Linked DNA regions of Mus musculus: regions 2 and 3 are each linked to region 1. A link is a contact called in public Hi-C and HiCAR-type data. All regions are on one chromosome and are shown on one strand. Each heading gives the region's core, a stretch centred on a gene start, on an enhancer-like site or on the middle of the called end of the contact. The rest is flanking DNA. Distances are from core to core; before and after follow the strand shown.

The links. A called contact is a pair of places that touch in the nucleus more often than the background predicts. HiCAR-type assays count read pairs that join an accessible place to other places.
Region 2: a Hi-C map of Sertoli cells shows a contact between it and region 1, with 16 times the contacts expected there. The contact joins the promoter of Epc2 here to the promoter of Rnd3 in region 1. A contact is called at or near these places in 2 of 39 promoter capture datasets (both in liver), 2 of 484 Hi-C or Micro-C datasets (Sertoli cells and embryonic stem cells) and 1 of 115 datasets of contacts at active chromatin or transcription factors (astrocytes).
Region 3: a HiCAR-type map of astrocytes shows a contact between it and region 1, with 2.4 times the contacts expected there. The contact joins the promoter of A430018G15Rik here to the promoter of Rnd3 in region 1. A contact is called at or near these places in 1 of 39 promoter capture datasets (liver) and 1 of 115 datasets of contacts at active chromatin or transcription factors (astrocytes).

What each region holds. Positions count from the first base shown.
Region 1 is chr2:51,146,893-51,151,198 of GRCm38.p6, reverse strand. It overlaps Rnd3 (Rho family GTPase 3), which reads left to right and starts at 2,088. Exons shown (of 5, transcript NM_028810.2): 1 at 2,088-2,474; 2 at 2,888-2,975. The coding sequence starts at 2,325.
Region 2 is chr2:49,449,076-49,453,381 of GRCm38.p6, reverse strand. It overlaps Epc2 (enhancer of polycomb homolog 2), which reads right to left and starts at 1,896. Exons shown (of 14, transcript NM_172663.4): 1 at 1,424-1,896. The coding sequence starts at 1,576.
Region 3 is chr2:52,423,304-52,427,609 of GRCm38.p6, reverse strand. A430018G15Rik (RIKEN cDNA A430018G15 gene) reads right to left here and starts at 2,598. Exons shown (of 3, transcript NR_165461.1): 1 at 2,455-2,598. Arl5a (ADP-ribosylation factor-like 5A) reads left to right here and starts at 2,736. Exons shown (of 6, transcript NM_182994.2): 1 at 2,736-3,020. The coding sequence starts at 2,975.

The DNA.
Region 1 (4,306 bases), core at 839-3,338:
AACAAAAATGTGCCCACTTCTTATTAGTAAGTCGACTAATGAATCCAGGATTCACCCAGACATGAGACTTGGTTCTGGGCAAGCAAGTGGGAGCTACAGGGAAATACCAAGTACAGGCAGGCGCCATTGTCATCTTCTTACCAATGTCTTCATGAAACCTATTTTAAAGAAGATAAAGCTAAGGCTTACAGAGATGAAATGACTACTCCAGTGTCACTTAGCCAGAAGCTGTGAAGCTCATGGCCTAAATGCATCTTTGTCTGAAAGCCCCCACTGCTCTGCCCAATCTCCCTCGACCACACAAACAGCTTGAGGAGCATTTCCCGCACTAGGAAGACTAGGGAAATGCTAGGGTAAACTCTATGAAGTTCACATAGGATACTTTTCCCTCTGTGACATGACAGTGCAACCTAAGACTTTAAGAGATGATATTGGGGCAAACGAATAAAGCTCTGCCAAGCAAATTTTGGCAAATGCAGACATATGACCTCGGCCAGCTCTGCCCTTTCCATGGTCAGCCTGTGTAAAACACACCTATCCCCAAAGATAGATTCAGGACTGTCTTTAGGGGACGACTTCAAGGTTCTCGAGTCTGAAAGAAGTAAGATAGCATTCTAGGTCCTGTGATTTCATGATTCTAGTAATTCACTACATATTCAGTCACTATACTTTCCTTAAAGGGTTGTGTGTGTATGTGTAAGTACTTATATGTATGTGTTTAGTATATGTGTGGAAGCCAGAGGTTGTTTATCTTCCTCAATTTCTATCTACATTATCTTTGAGTCATGGCCTCTCACTGAATCCTGAGTTCCTCAATTTGACTGGATTGGCTGGCTAGCAAGCCCCACGGATCCTCTGGGTCTGTCTCAGGAGTGCCTCCTTATATGGGTGCTGGTGGTGAAATTCAAGTCGCACTTGACCAAGCCCTTCACAGGCTGAACTTTCTTCCCAGACACCTTCACTACAAATTTAATAACTGACGCTTCCTGGCTGTCGGGGTGACTGGCAATGAAGACACTGTTCTCAGAAGACAAGAGAACAAACACAGTCTTGTCTGTCTCTTCTAAGACTTGTTGAAAGGGAGACTTGGAATGACTGGAGTACGTGTGTGGAGGAGGGGAGTCCCTAAATTTTCCACAATGAGCATGTGTGCTTTTTAAGTCCAACTCCTTGATTCTTAGGTGAAGGAGGGAGGGTACAGCTGAAGGGAGCAAAGAGTGCTTAGACCCCTGGTTCTAGAGCTGTCACAGAGAGAGTGGCAGTTGCGGCCAAGTTTCTGATAGTTTTTGTCATCTCTCTTTTTTCTCGCCCCTGCACCTATTCACATTATCATGTCACTCCCCAAAGCCTCCTACCTTCTCTGGAATAGCTGAATCTGACAGTTTAAAAAGCCAGTCCTCTACAAAGGTCAAGGAAAACGAGTTCTAGTGTTTGAAATAAATCATCTATGTTATTATGTACTATATATGTAGATAGATAGATAGATACATAGATAGATACATAGATAGATAGATAGATAGATAGATAGATAGATAGATAGATAGATAGATAGATAGAAGATAGATGATAGGTAGGTAGATAGATAGATAGATAGATAGATAGATAGATAGATAGATAGATAGATAGATAGATAGATAATGATTTTATGGGTTTGGGAACACAAAAACTTAGCCTTTCCCTTCCAAGATTTACTTCTGTATTATTAATTTGATTGGGAATTTTTTTTTTTATTTTCACAAATGATGACGAGGCTTCTGGAGGCGAGCCCCTTGGAAAGCAATTTGAAAGGAATCCCAATGCAAATCCATGTGCACAGATTATCTGCTTCCCCTCACCCTGGCCCTGAACAACCTACCCATCTGCAAATCCTGCCTGGCACCTTCAGGTTATGCCAGAACCTGGGTCTGCAAGCCATCCTGCACGCCACCCTAGAGGGCGCGCTGCTTACACTTTCCGCCAACGGGGCGGCCGTGCTGGCTCCCAGGCTCCATAAAAGGGGAGGAGGCGGATCGGTTTCCTTCTCTCATTGAGAAAGCGGAGCGGATTGGAAGGCTGGGCGTATAAAGCGGCGCGGAGAGCGTGAAACAAAGCAGACCGATCGGAATTGGACTTGGGAAGAGAGGCGCGGAGTCAGGCAGAAAACTTGTAGGAGAGGAGTAAAGAGCCGCTGCCTCTCCTCCTCCACTCCGCTGTGCTTAAAGGGGTTCCCGCCGGCCTTGCGATTTATTTTTATATCTGCTTTTTATAGAGAGAAGTATATATATATATATATTTTTTCTTCTAAAGAGAAAATTCCTGTTCCAAGAGAAAATAAGGCAACATCAATGAAGGAGAGAAGAGCCAGCCAGAAATTATCCAGTAAATCTATCATGGATCCTAATCAGAACGTGAAATGCAAGATAGTAGTAGTGGGCGACAGCCAGTGTGGGAAAACCGCGCTGCTCCACGTCTTCGCCAAGGACTGCTTCCCAGAAGTGAGTGTGACCCGCACGTCTTGAGGGGAGCGGCTGGTGGGGTCCCCGGTCTGGAGGACTGCGCCTTTCTCCTGCTTCACTGATTTTCTTGAAAATCTTTCTCATGCCCAGCCGTCTCTGCCGCCACACGGCCGGGAAGCGAAAGTGTCCTGGAAGGGTCTTGGCTGGGACCCGCCAGCACCCTGGGCTCTTGGCCCCAGAAACTTGCTGGTTTCAGTGTGGGAGGCCGGGTGGGGAGACCTGGGTGGGCTCTCGGGAGGGGGCTGCGTGTTTACTGTGTAAGGAGTGTGAGGTTGTTGGTGGTGGTGGTTTTTTAATTGGGGGCTTGGTGGTTTTTCAAGTGTTCGATCTACGGGTCGTGTTTTTAATAATCTCTTTGCCACCTTCCTCTTCTGTCCCTTTCGTTCGTCCAGAATTACGTCCCTACGGTGTTTGAGAATTACACTGCCAGTTTTGAAATCGACACACAAAGAATAGAGTTGAGCCTGTGGGACACTTCAGGTAAGACTCGGCACACCGCGTGGCGGTCTGAACCGGTGCGCCCGGGGGCTCGGGATCTGGTGCCCTGTCTGCTAATGTGGCTCCTTGAGGGACTTCCCGGTCCCGAGCCGCCGGAAAATGTTATCCTTTCTGGGCAGGGGCAGCAATGGGAGTGATTGTGGTCTTGGGGACAGGAGGACGCTAGGTGTCCGGAGTGACCCTGCTGGAGGAGCCTCTGGTGGCCGCATGGCCTTGTGTTGTCCTTCCTTGGAGCCGTGCCGGAGCGGGCCGCCAGGGTGGCCCAGTGCTGGAGCATACAGAGCAGCGTGGAAGCCCTCCCGCTCGCGGAGGAAGCCCCTCATGGGTGTCACCAGCCATCTGGTTTGGGGGCAGGGGCGCAGGCTGAGCTGGGAGAAGATCCCCAAAGCCTCCGGGTTGCGTGGGGTGTTCCAGGCTGAGGGAGATGGGTGAATGGCCGGAGCCAGCGCCCGTGACGCCTACTGTCAGGAATGCGCTGGTGGTGCCGGCAGCGGCCACCGCGGGGCCTCCGCCCCCGCAGCCTCTGTGCCACCGGTGCAGAGCGGCTTCTGCGGCCGCCCAGGGATCACTCTGTGCCAGCTCTCCGAACATACCACTCCCCTACCCTTTTGCTTCGGCTTCGCCTGCCTGCAGAGCCGCAGGCAGCACCGATCGCCTTTGACCTTCCTGTCTACTTGAATTATTGGCGCCTTGGAGGGTTCCGTCCAGAGGTCTAGGGTTCAAGGCCGGGTTGTTGCCTTCCCATGCGCCCACCCACCAACGTGGCACAAGGTGGTGGGGAGGGCAGATTTTCGCGGGCAGGAAGGCTGGCAGCCCCGGCTGAGTTCGGGGAAGGGACAGTGAGGACTGAGCACCCCCCAACCCCCACACACCCCCGGTATCAAGACTGGCCAGAGGCTCGTCGGGAGAAACGCCTACTGTTAGTAGAAACCATACCTTCTCCAGAGGAGCAGAAACTACCAATCTGGGAGGGGAAAAGCCGGTGCTGGTGGGGAACTGGGCTGCCAGACAGATTAGGGCGAAACTGGCGAGGAGGAGCGCACAAGCGCCAACACGCAGGGTTGCTGTCAGGCGGGGTGGCCCGAGGTGGAGCCGTGCTCAACTGGGAGTGGCCTCGTGGAGCTTCAGCGAGCTTCCCACACCCTGGGCTGGAACCTCTGAGGGACTTGGGGAATTAGACTGTGGGAGGAAGGGGCCAGAGTCCCAAGATCTCCAGAGGCAACCCTCAGCACAAAGGCTAGAAGAAAGACTAGAGGGAAGTCTTGCACCGGCGCCTCTCACGGTCGGTGCCAGATGCTCAGACTGCTGCAGTG
Region 2 (4,306 bases), core at 647-3,146, 1.7 Mb after region 1:
CACGTCCGAAGGAAATGGCTAAGAGAAAGACGTGATCAGCAAAGACAGTACCACGCTACCAAACGCAGTTTCTAGATCATCTATCGGAGACTGCCAGAAGGTAGCTCAAAATCAAGTCAATAACCTCATAAGCAAACTTCTCAAACACGATTCGGTACTATCTGAATCTTAGGCATAAAAGCTGAGTTTTAATTTCCTGAAGGTTTAAAAAGAGGTCTTATTTAATATTCTACTGAAAATGTTAAATCAGGTAATCAAACACCAAAAAGAAATGTGATTAAGTCAAAGCACCAACACAGTGAGGTCAGAATTCGAGCAGCCAATCAAATGCTTAAAGGCATTTCCTGCAATATTAATAGTCAAAAGAGAAAGCCAATCACAGAAACCTCCAGCTTTCTTTTGACAGTAACAGAAGCTAGGGAGCCAATCCACACACACCCGTGGTTGACAATAAGGCGGGACTGAAGGTTCATTGAAGAAATTCTTCAGGGTGCAGTTACTATGAACTCCGCACACAAGTAACAACACTCCAGAGTCGTAAACACTGTCAAATCGGAGGAAATTCAGTCTTGGGTATAACTTAACCCCCGGGAAGAAGGAAACAGCATTTTGTCCAAATTTTAACATCTGGTCAAAAACGCAACTGTCAATGCGGACGCTCTGAGCCCTCAAGTTGTAAACAGCCATCCCGCATGCAACTTCCCCGGACGCTCGCTGCACGGGAAGCGCGGGCCTGGAGGCCAGTTTCAAGCATTCGGGCTCCGTCCTAATTCCGCACAACCGAGGAGGGGCCAGCCCGGCAGGCGAAGCCGGCGTGCAGATCAGAGGACTCGCTAACGCAGAGTCCGGACCGGGGGTCGCTGCCCGGCCGCAGGGATGCATCGCCTACTCCCGCGGCACCTCTAGCGGGCAGCGCAAACCATCACCCATCACCCCACTAGCAGGAAGATGCATGTTTTGAAAGAGCTCTACTTTCCCGAGATCGTTTGTTTCAAAGGCAATTTCGTGCACGCACAAATTTTAAAACGCAACGAAAATAGCGCCTTAGCCCAAGGACCCTTTCTCGACCCATTAACCCCGCTCCCGGCGAGATGTCTACGAGGTAAACAGAGGCTGTACGCCAAGTGCGGGCCGGCGCATCCCTGCGCCATTCCCGGCCGCTGCTTACGGCAGGGCCCCCTTACGGCAGCGTAAGCGGCGCCGAGAGCTAATCACAACACTGGGACGCAACAACATGGCGGCCGCGGGCGGGCGCTGCGCCGGCCGACGGGTTTACGCTACTCCGCCGGCGTAGGGTCCGGAGCGCGCAGCGGCAGCGGCGCCCTCCAGCGAGCGTAGAAGCGCTCTGTGAATGGCGAGGCCCGGCTGACAAAGGGGAGGGGGGAGGAGGGAAGGGGGGGGTAATAAACACTCGAGTCCCTACCGATTCCTCCTCCTTCTCCATCCCGGTGGGCATCTGGGGCACGGCCCGGTTGATGGAGACGCAGTCGTTGAGATCAGGCATGTCCTTGCCGCGGTAGATGGGCAGCGGTTTGGCGGCGTCCAGCGCCCGCGCTCGGAAGGAGAGTTTACTCATTGTCTCCCCGCCTTACAGGAACAGCCCGGGCGGCGGCGGCGGGGCGGGCGGGGAGGGGGGGGGAGCACTCCCGCCGCCTCCTCCACCTCCTTCCTCAGTGCAGCGCGGCCGGCCCGCTCCTCCTCCTCCTCCGCAGTGCCCCCGGCCCCAGCATGGGCGCCCACCCCGCCCCAGAACAGCCCCCCGCCGCCCGCGGCCGCTTCCACACTCTAGATCCGCCGCTCGCCCGCCCGATCCGCTCCCTGCGCCATGGCCAACATGGCGGACATTACCACAGCGGCGGCGAGCGATCCCGGCAGCCCGCGCGAGAGCGCGCCCCCGCCTCGGGGACGCGCGTCGCCCTCTCCCTCCCTCCCTCCCTCCCTCCTTCCTTTCCCTCCCCTGCCTGCCCACCCACTCTCTCCGCGGCGAGGCGCGGCCAGCCCAGCCGGCGAGAGCGAGCCGAGTCCCGGTGGCCCTCCTCGGCGGGACGCTCGGCACGCAGGCGGGGCGGCAGGTGCCAGGTGCGCTCGGTCCCCGGCTCCGGAGCGGGCGCCTCGGTGCCTCCGCCGCCGACTCGCTCCGCGCGGGGCTCCCTCGGGAAGGCTCAGTGCCTAGGACCGCTCGCCTCGGGGGGACAGGAGGCCTCCGCCCCCGGGCCACCGGCCGCCCCTCGAGTCTGCACTTGGACAGCTCTGCTCGCCCCGGCGCCTGCTGGCTGGTTTCGCGCCTCGGGTTTGCGCATCCCCGGGGAGGTCCGACAAGTCCGCTGCGTCTGCCCACGCCGAGAGGCACAGCCCTGCTGCGTCTCGCGCCCTGAGAACTTGGGCAGTCCCTGTCCAGAGGAGCTCTCCAGAGTTAGGCACCGCCGAGAGGATGCTCGGGTAGACAGGAGGGTCAGTAGTTGGAGACTGCTACTTGAAATAGTTGCTGGACGCGGCAACAAGCGGACTTGCACCTGTCATCCAAACTTTCTTAGTTTGATGGTTGGCATTTCTTGAAATCTCTAACCAAAGTATGTGAAAACACTGGTTACAGTGACGACTCAAAAAGAGTTTAATAAAGTTCCGGACTCCAATTAGTTTGCGTGTTACTGTGTTACAACTAAACTGCTGGATAATTAGTAACAAGAGTCGTAACTACTTGAAAGGGCAGCTGCAAAGATGATGGGCCAAAAAAAAAAAAAAAAAAAAAGTAAATTCTTGAAGAAAATGATACAGACCACACAAAAGAGTGATGGAAAGTTAATTACCACATGACATCTATAGTCAGTTGCTGTGACAGGTCAAAGAAATTAGACATAGTTTTGGCCAGAAGTGGTTTGCAAAAGCTCTGCAAAAAGGAATCAAATTGACTCAATTAAATACTAGTCACTATTGATACAAACCTTTGTTGCAGTTTCTTAGTCTTTAAGCAGTACATGTTTCTAAGCAAATTGCCTCACTGTGCAACAGTTTTACCATTTTCTAATCATTGAAAAATACCCTACCTAGCTCATAAAAGGGTAGATGGTTTGCTAAAGTCCAACAATAAAAACGGGTTTCTTTGTCATGTCTTAATATAGCAAAACCATCTATCTCTCTTCATTGCCACCCATTATTTTTCTCTATTTTCTTCTCTCCCTGCTTTTTTTTCCCTCCCTCTCCCCCCCTCCCCCTTGTCTCCAGCTTTTCCTTTGAAAGCTGAATGGTGAATATTGACTTCCTGGTAACACAAAATAATCTAACCAGTCTGTCCGGGGACACTTTGGGATGTTATTCAGTGGCTTTGTTTTATGTCCACTTGTTACTGGTAACAATGCAAACAGACTGTGGCTCAATTCTTGTAAGCAACACCTTTCACATGGTTGTGAGCCTGTGCTGTTGTGAGTGTTACCCTCTGGCGTAGTTCCAATCCTTTGTAAGGAAGAACAAGAAGTTCTCAGAAGGGGGGCTGGGGGGGTCATTATTGAGTACTAGTCTGAAAATCAGGGGGAACAGTGTTTGAAAAAATGAGTCATTGGGGCCTTTTATCTGGATTCTCACCCCTTCTCAGGCTCAGAGACGGTAGCTTCTTTCCAGTCTCTCTGCCTAATGTTACACTCAGAAAAAGAAGTGTGGACATTGTGTGTGTGGGGGGGGGGGTATAGTCCCAAGTAGTTGAAATCCACTCAATTCTTATAGCTATATACTTCTACATAGGGAGAAATGCTGTGATTTTTGCTAAAAAGGAAACAGACTCAGACCTATAATTTGTCAAGTTCCAATACCAGGGAACAGCAGACCTGGATTAACTCTGGATCTATCCTAACTCCAAAACACTTGTTCTCCTAGCTGCACACTTTAGTATCCAAGCTCTTTGGTTTATTGGCCATCCAATGTTCAAAAGTTTCTGACCCAAAGTTAATTAATGAAAGCCCCCAGAGTTAATTAGTGAGAATGGCTAGCCCTACCTCACAGAAAGCAGGCATCTAGTATGTTTGCTGATAGCTATGAAGTCATATCAGCTACACAAAGAATTTCAGTGCTGCTGTGACATTCTACTCCAGGTTGGAGTTTGAGTGCCTTCCTGGCCTGCCATCAGGCCTAGCCATTGATGCTAATTTTTCTTTTCTTTGGCCTACCCAGCAATCCTTGCCATCAGAACTTTAGAAACAATAAGAACATCTCAAAGAAACTTTTTTTTTCTAATGTAAAACTCAACCAAGAGAATGGCTTTTGCATCATAGTTGGTTTGCTGTTGGTCTTTGCTTTAAATGAGAATCAATTTTAT
Region 3 (4,306 bases), core at 1,349-3,848, 1.3 Mb before region 1:
GTAATGACCTGAATGAAACATGCAAAGCGCTGAGTAAGCACAAGGCATTGGCTGTATGAATAACCCTGTTATTGCAGGGGTCTGACCTAAGACCATCCCAACAACCAGCCAGCAATCTGAAACTCCCAGGAGGAAAACAAAGGTTCCTTGCTGTTGCCTTAACAAGGTATACACCTGAAGCTACCTCTCTAGTTCTTAGCACAGTTCCATTGGACTATAGAAAGAAATTTCTTGTCTTTTCCTATAGCATACAACGTCAGTACAGTAATTTAACTATAGACTCTAACCACTGTCTTCCAGCAATAACTATAAGTTATTCGATGTCCCTGTGTTCAGATCTGCTATCACATCTTCTATGCATGACCAATACAATTCTATTAGATTTAGAATATTGCAAATTATTAGTGATGTCTACTTTTTAATACTCCTTTGTAGAACATCAAACTTGTTTCAACTGGCAGTTGCTCTCTTGGTCAAAGTCCTTAGGCGCTTTTAAGACTGGTCTCAGTTCCGGCTTACTCTTGGGCTTAGCACCTTTTTAACATCCAAGCATCTACTGATGTCCTAGGTGTGTTTTTACTGACTGAAGGGACCATTTTACATTAATGACTCCTGATCCTTTGGGGCAATTATCTGGGGATCCTTTTGCAATAATCCTGGTATGATTTTTTTTTTCTCTAGAAACTATTACTAGTCAACAACCTAGGGTTTCACCCTGTATGAGTCATATGGAGGTAAAGACTGCTTCCCTAATTCTAGCCTCCCTGACTCCGGAAGCACACAGCTGTGTCTTCATGGTAAGAGACTGTCCCCCTCTTATTTGGCTATCCACTCCCTCTGGAGTTGCCTGGGAATTGTTTTTGCTAAGGAGGGCAAATACAGAGCAATGGCAAAGCTCACTGTTTCTCTTTAGTTCCACAGGCTGTTTCCCAGTATCTGGAAACAGTTGTTTCTTGTGTTGTATCCAGTATTCTGCTTGTTAACTGTAGAATGGTAAAGCACATGTTTTACTCTCTCCTGCCTTGAAGCTGAGGTCTTTCATGGCATTTTGCTCATGACTTTAAAAATGGATAAAATATTTAGAAGGTCTCAGAAGGAAGAACAAAATGTTTGATATCCCTCATTAAAGATTCCCAGTTACATCTATAGTTAACAATTTTGTATTTTGTCTACTAAAGTCAGCCAAGATTCTACTAGTCAACTCCATCCCCCCTTCTGTGAGGGACACTTGGAAAATAGCCTAAGAGACCATTTCCTTAATAGAGTTCTAAAACACAGATCTCTAACTTCATGGGTAAATGTAGGTCTGGCATACATTAATAAGTTGCCAAAGACATGTGGGAATTTGTAAAATGACTCAGAGCCGCTAAAGCCCTGCCTAAACTGGATGGGAATGGAATCACTAAAGAGCTCATGTAAGTTGGTTATGCGAACATTGATCTTCTAAACAGCCCACTGGCTATTAAGTATATCCAGATCTAATTCTCCTTTATGTATGCCTCCTCTAAGACTGGCATTTGAACGCAAGCCCCCAAAGAAGATGAAGAACTCTTTCCCATACATTGAGCTATACGGTAGTATATGGTTAGGAGTCAGGCAGAGTATAGTGCTTCATTTCATGTGGCTGTTGAGGATAAGGTCGGGAACAGCTCGAAAGGGCCTTTCACAAGTCTCCCACATTTTTCCGTCTCTGCCTTTTTTTTTTCCCTCCCTTTTACAAACTTAAAGAGGATAGAAAGAGATGATGCTGATTCTACTCTTTTTGTTTGTTTATGTGTGTGGAAGAAGTAGACAACCCCAGTTTCTCTTTGAGTCAAAACTATCACAGTCGTCAGTTAACCTCAGGAATCGACCCTGTTCCTACATCAGGAATATGGAGATCTAGAGTCTACCTGTTTAGCTAAAGGGAACTAAAGTAAACAAAAACAAAACACAGGCAAGAACTCTTCGTTCGGATCAAGTTCGCCAGCGATTACTTATATTTTACTTTTCAGCCACTTATCCTGCGGGGAGTGGGGGTGGGGGTGCGCAGGGGCGCAGAGCTGGACACTCGCATACCAGGAGGCACAACTGTTTAAACTTTAGGCAAGCAGCAGAATGAAGAGCACAGACAGCATTTGGCCATCTATTTAACATGATGGTGACTCCTGAATGAGAGAAAAAGACGATCATATCGTGAAGACCAGTGAGTTTCTTGTCTACAGTCTTTTTGGACTCAGCTCAGACGGCTTTTGTGCCTTAAGATTTTTAAACCGGGGAGATACTTAAGGAAAAGTGTTCTAGCCAAGAGTGGCCTGAGAGCAGAGGGAGATTGGAGAGGGAAGAGCGCTGAGAAGCAAAGGTAGAAGTACGAAAAACCGCAGCGACAAAAAAAAAAAAAAAAAAAAAAAAAATAGGCCAATGATTTCTGCTGCTTGTCAGGGAAAATAGGCTCTAAAGAGACTTAAAGCTTACCATCGTCGGGGTCCAAACCTGGCACTTTTGGAGTTGAGTATGGTTACATATTTGCATTGTGACTTAGAAACAACCTCAAATCCCCGACATTGGCGCGCCTAAAGCGCCGCAGCCTTCCTTCCACTGACCCTCCGCGCCGCAGAGGCCTCCCAGCCCCTCGCCCCGCCTCCAGCCCCCTTGCCCCGCCTCCAGCTCCCTCGCTCCGCCTCCGGGCACGGCGCCTGCGCAGTCCCCTCGCTCCGCCCCGCCCCTGCCCGAGCCACCGCCGGAGAGGAGCTGGGGGAGGACGGTGGCCCGCGAGGTTCGAGCAGACAACGCGGCGGCGATGTCCGCGAGCCAGGCGAGCGCCGCGGCGGTAGCGGCGGGGCCTCGCGCGTGGCTGGGCGGCCTGGGCTGCGGCCTCCCCGCGGGTCCCTGGAAGCGGGCGCGCGGCCGGCGCGGGAGCAGAGGCGGAGGCCCCGGCGCGTCCTTCTGCCCCGCAGCCTGAGCCCGGGAGGCTGGAGGGCTCCGCTGCCCGAGGATGGGAATTCTCTTTACCCGGATCTGGAGGCTGTTCAATCACCAGGGTGAGGCTGGGCCGGGCGGGGAGGTCCCGGCCCTTGTCGGGCAGGAGGGTCGCCTTTGTCTCCGGGGAGCTGGGGAGAGGTTCCTCCCGCCATACACCCATTTCTCCGATTTGATCGCGAGCGCAAAAGGTGCCCTGCCCCACGCCGAGGGCCCAGCGCGCTGCCTGGCCTGCTTCCATCCCCGTCGCCTGCCCGCAATTGTGTTTGGGCCGCACGGGCAACAGCTGGGGTTCTAGAGTGAGGACCGAGGGCCCTGACCCTAGCGGCGCCACCGAGCCCACGGCTTGCAGAATGCGGAAAACTGGAACTAGTGCTGGATCCGTCTGGTTCGCTTTGGGGGGTGGGGGTGGGGGTGGGGGTGGGGGGGATGGGCGGGGAGACCCTCGCTGCGGAATAGTGATGGAGTGTCTCTCCTTTGCGCCGTTTGTCTCAGTGGTAAAGGTCAAGCCTAAGGTCGTTTTCTTTCTTAGGTTATTAGAAGGTTTTGGGTTTTGTTTTGTTTTGTTTTGTTTTTGGCCCTTGTTAAAGTGTTTCGCTGAAAGCTTTTAAAAGCCTGCCTCGGGAGGCAGGCTTCATTAGCATTAGGTAACTAGCAGGTTACTGTGTTAAGTTCGCCTAAATGCAGACATTTGCCACGGAAAGGCATAGGGGATTTATTAAAAAAAAAAATTACAAAATGGGTGTGTGATACTGGAGAGAATATGGTCCTAACAGAACTACATAGTTACTGAAATGAAATATAGTGCTTTTTTTTAAAAAAAGCTCTACTTGCAGTTCATTCCATCTGTCAAGCACGTACAGTTTTTCTCTTGTATAAGCTGGTAGCGTTGTCGCACCCCCACTTTTTCCAGTTAAAACTTAATGAACGGTGGCGCCTACTATTTAGAAGGAGCAGTTGCCGGGCTTGCTCCTCCTCTGGGATAGAGCTGGTTTTATGGGACTTGTAATCCCTAGTGGGTTCTGCTTTTTTTAATAATAATTTTTTTAAAAATGATACCTAAGATAACGGTACTAAATGAAGTGGAAGGCAATAAAGAGGATATTTCCATTAGCTCTGTCTGGTCAGCAGAGAACGTGTGACGGGGTAGTGGTTTCTAGTGGCTTCATAATTCTGTGGGTTTAGATACTCTCACCTAGCACAGGAGGGATTTGTGGGGTCTACAGTTTTTGAATATTTAATCTCTAGGTTTGAAGTACTAAAGGTTACATTGTTGTAGAACTGGTGATATTTGTGTGGGTAATAAGTGTTCTTATTCTAGTTCTGTCCTCTACAGTCTTGAATTTAG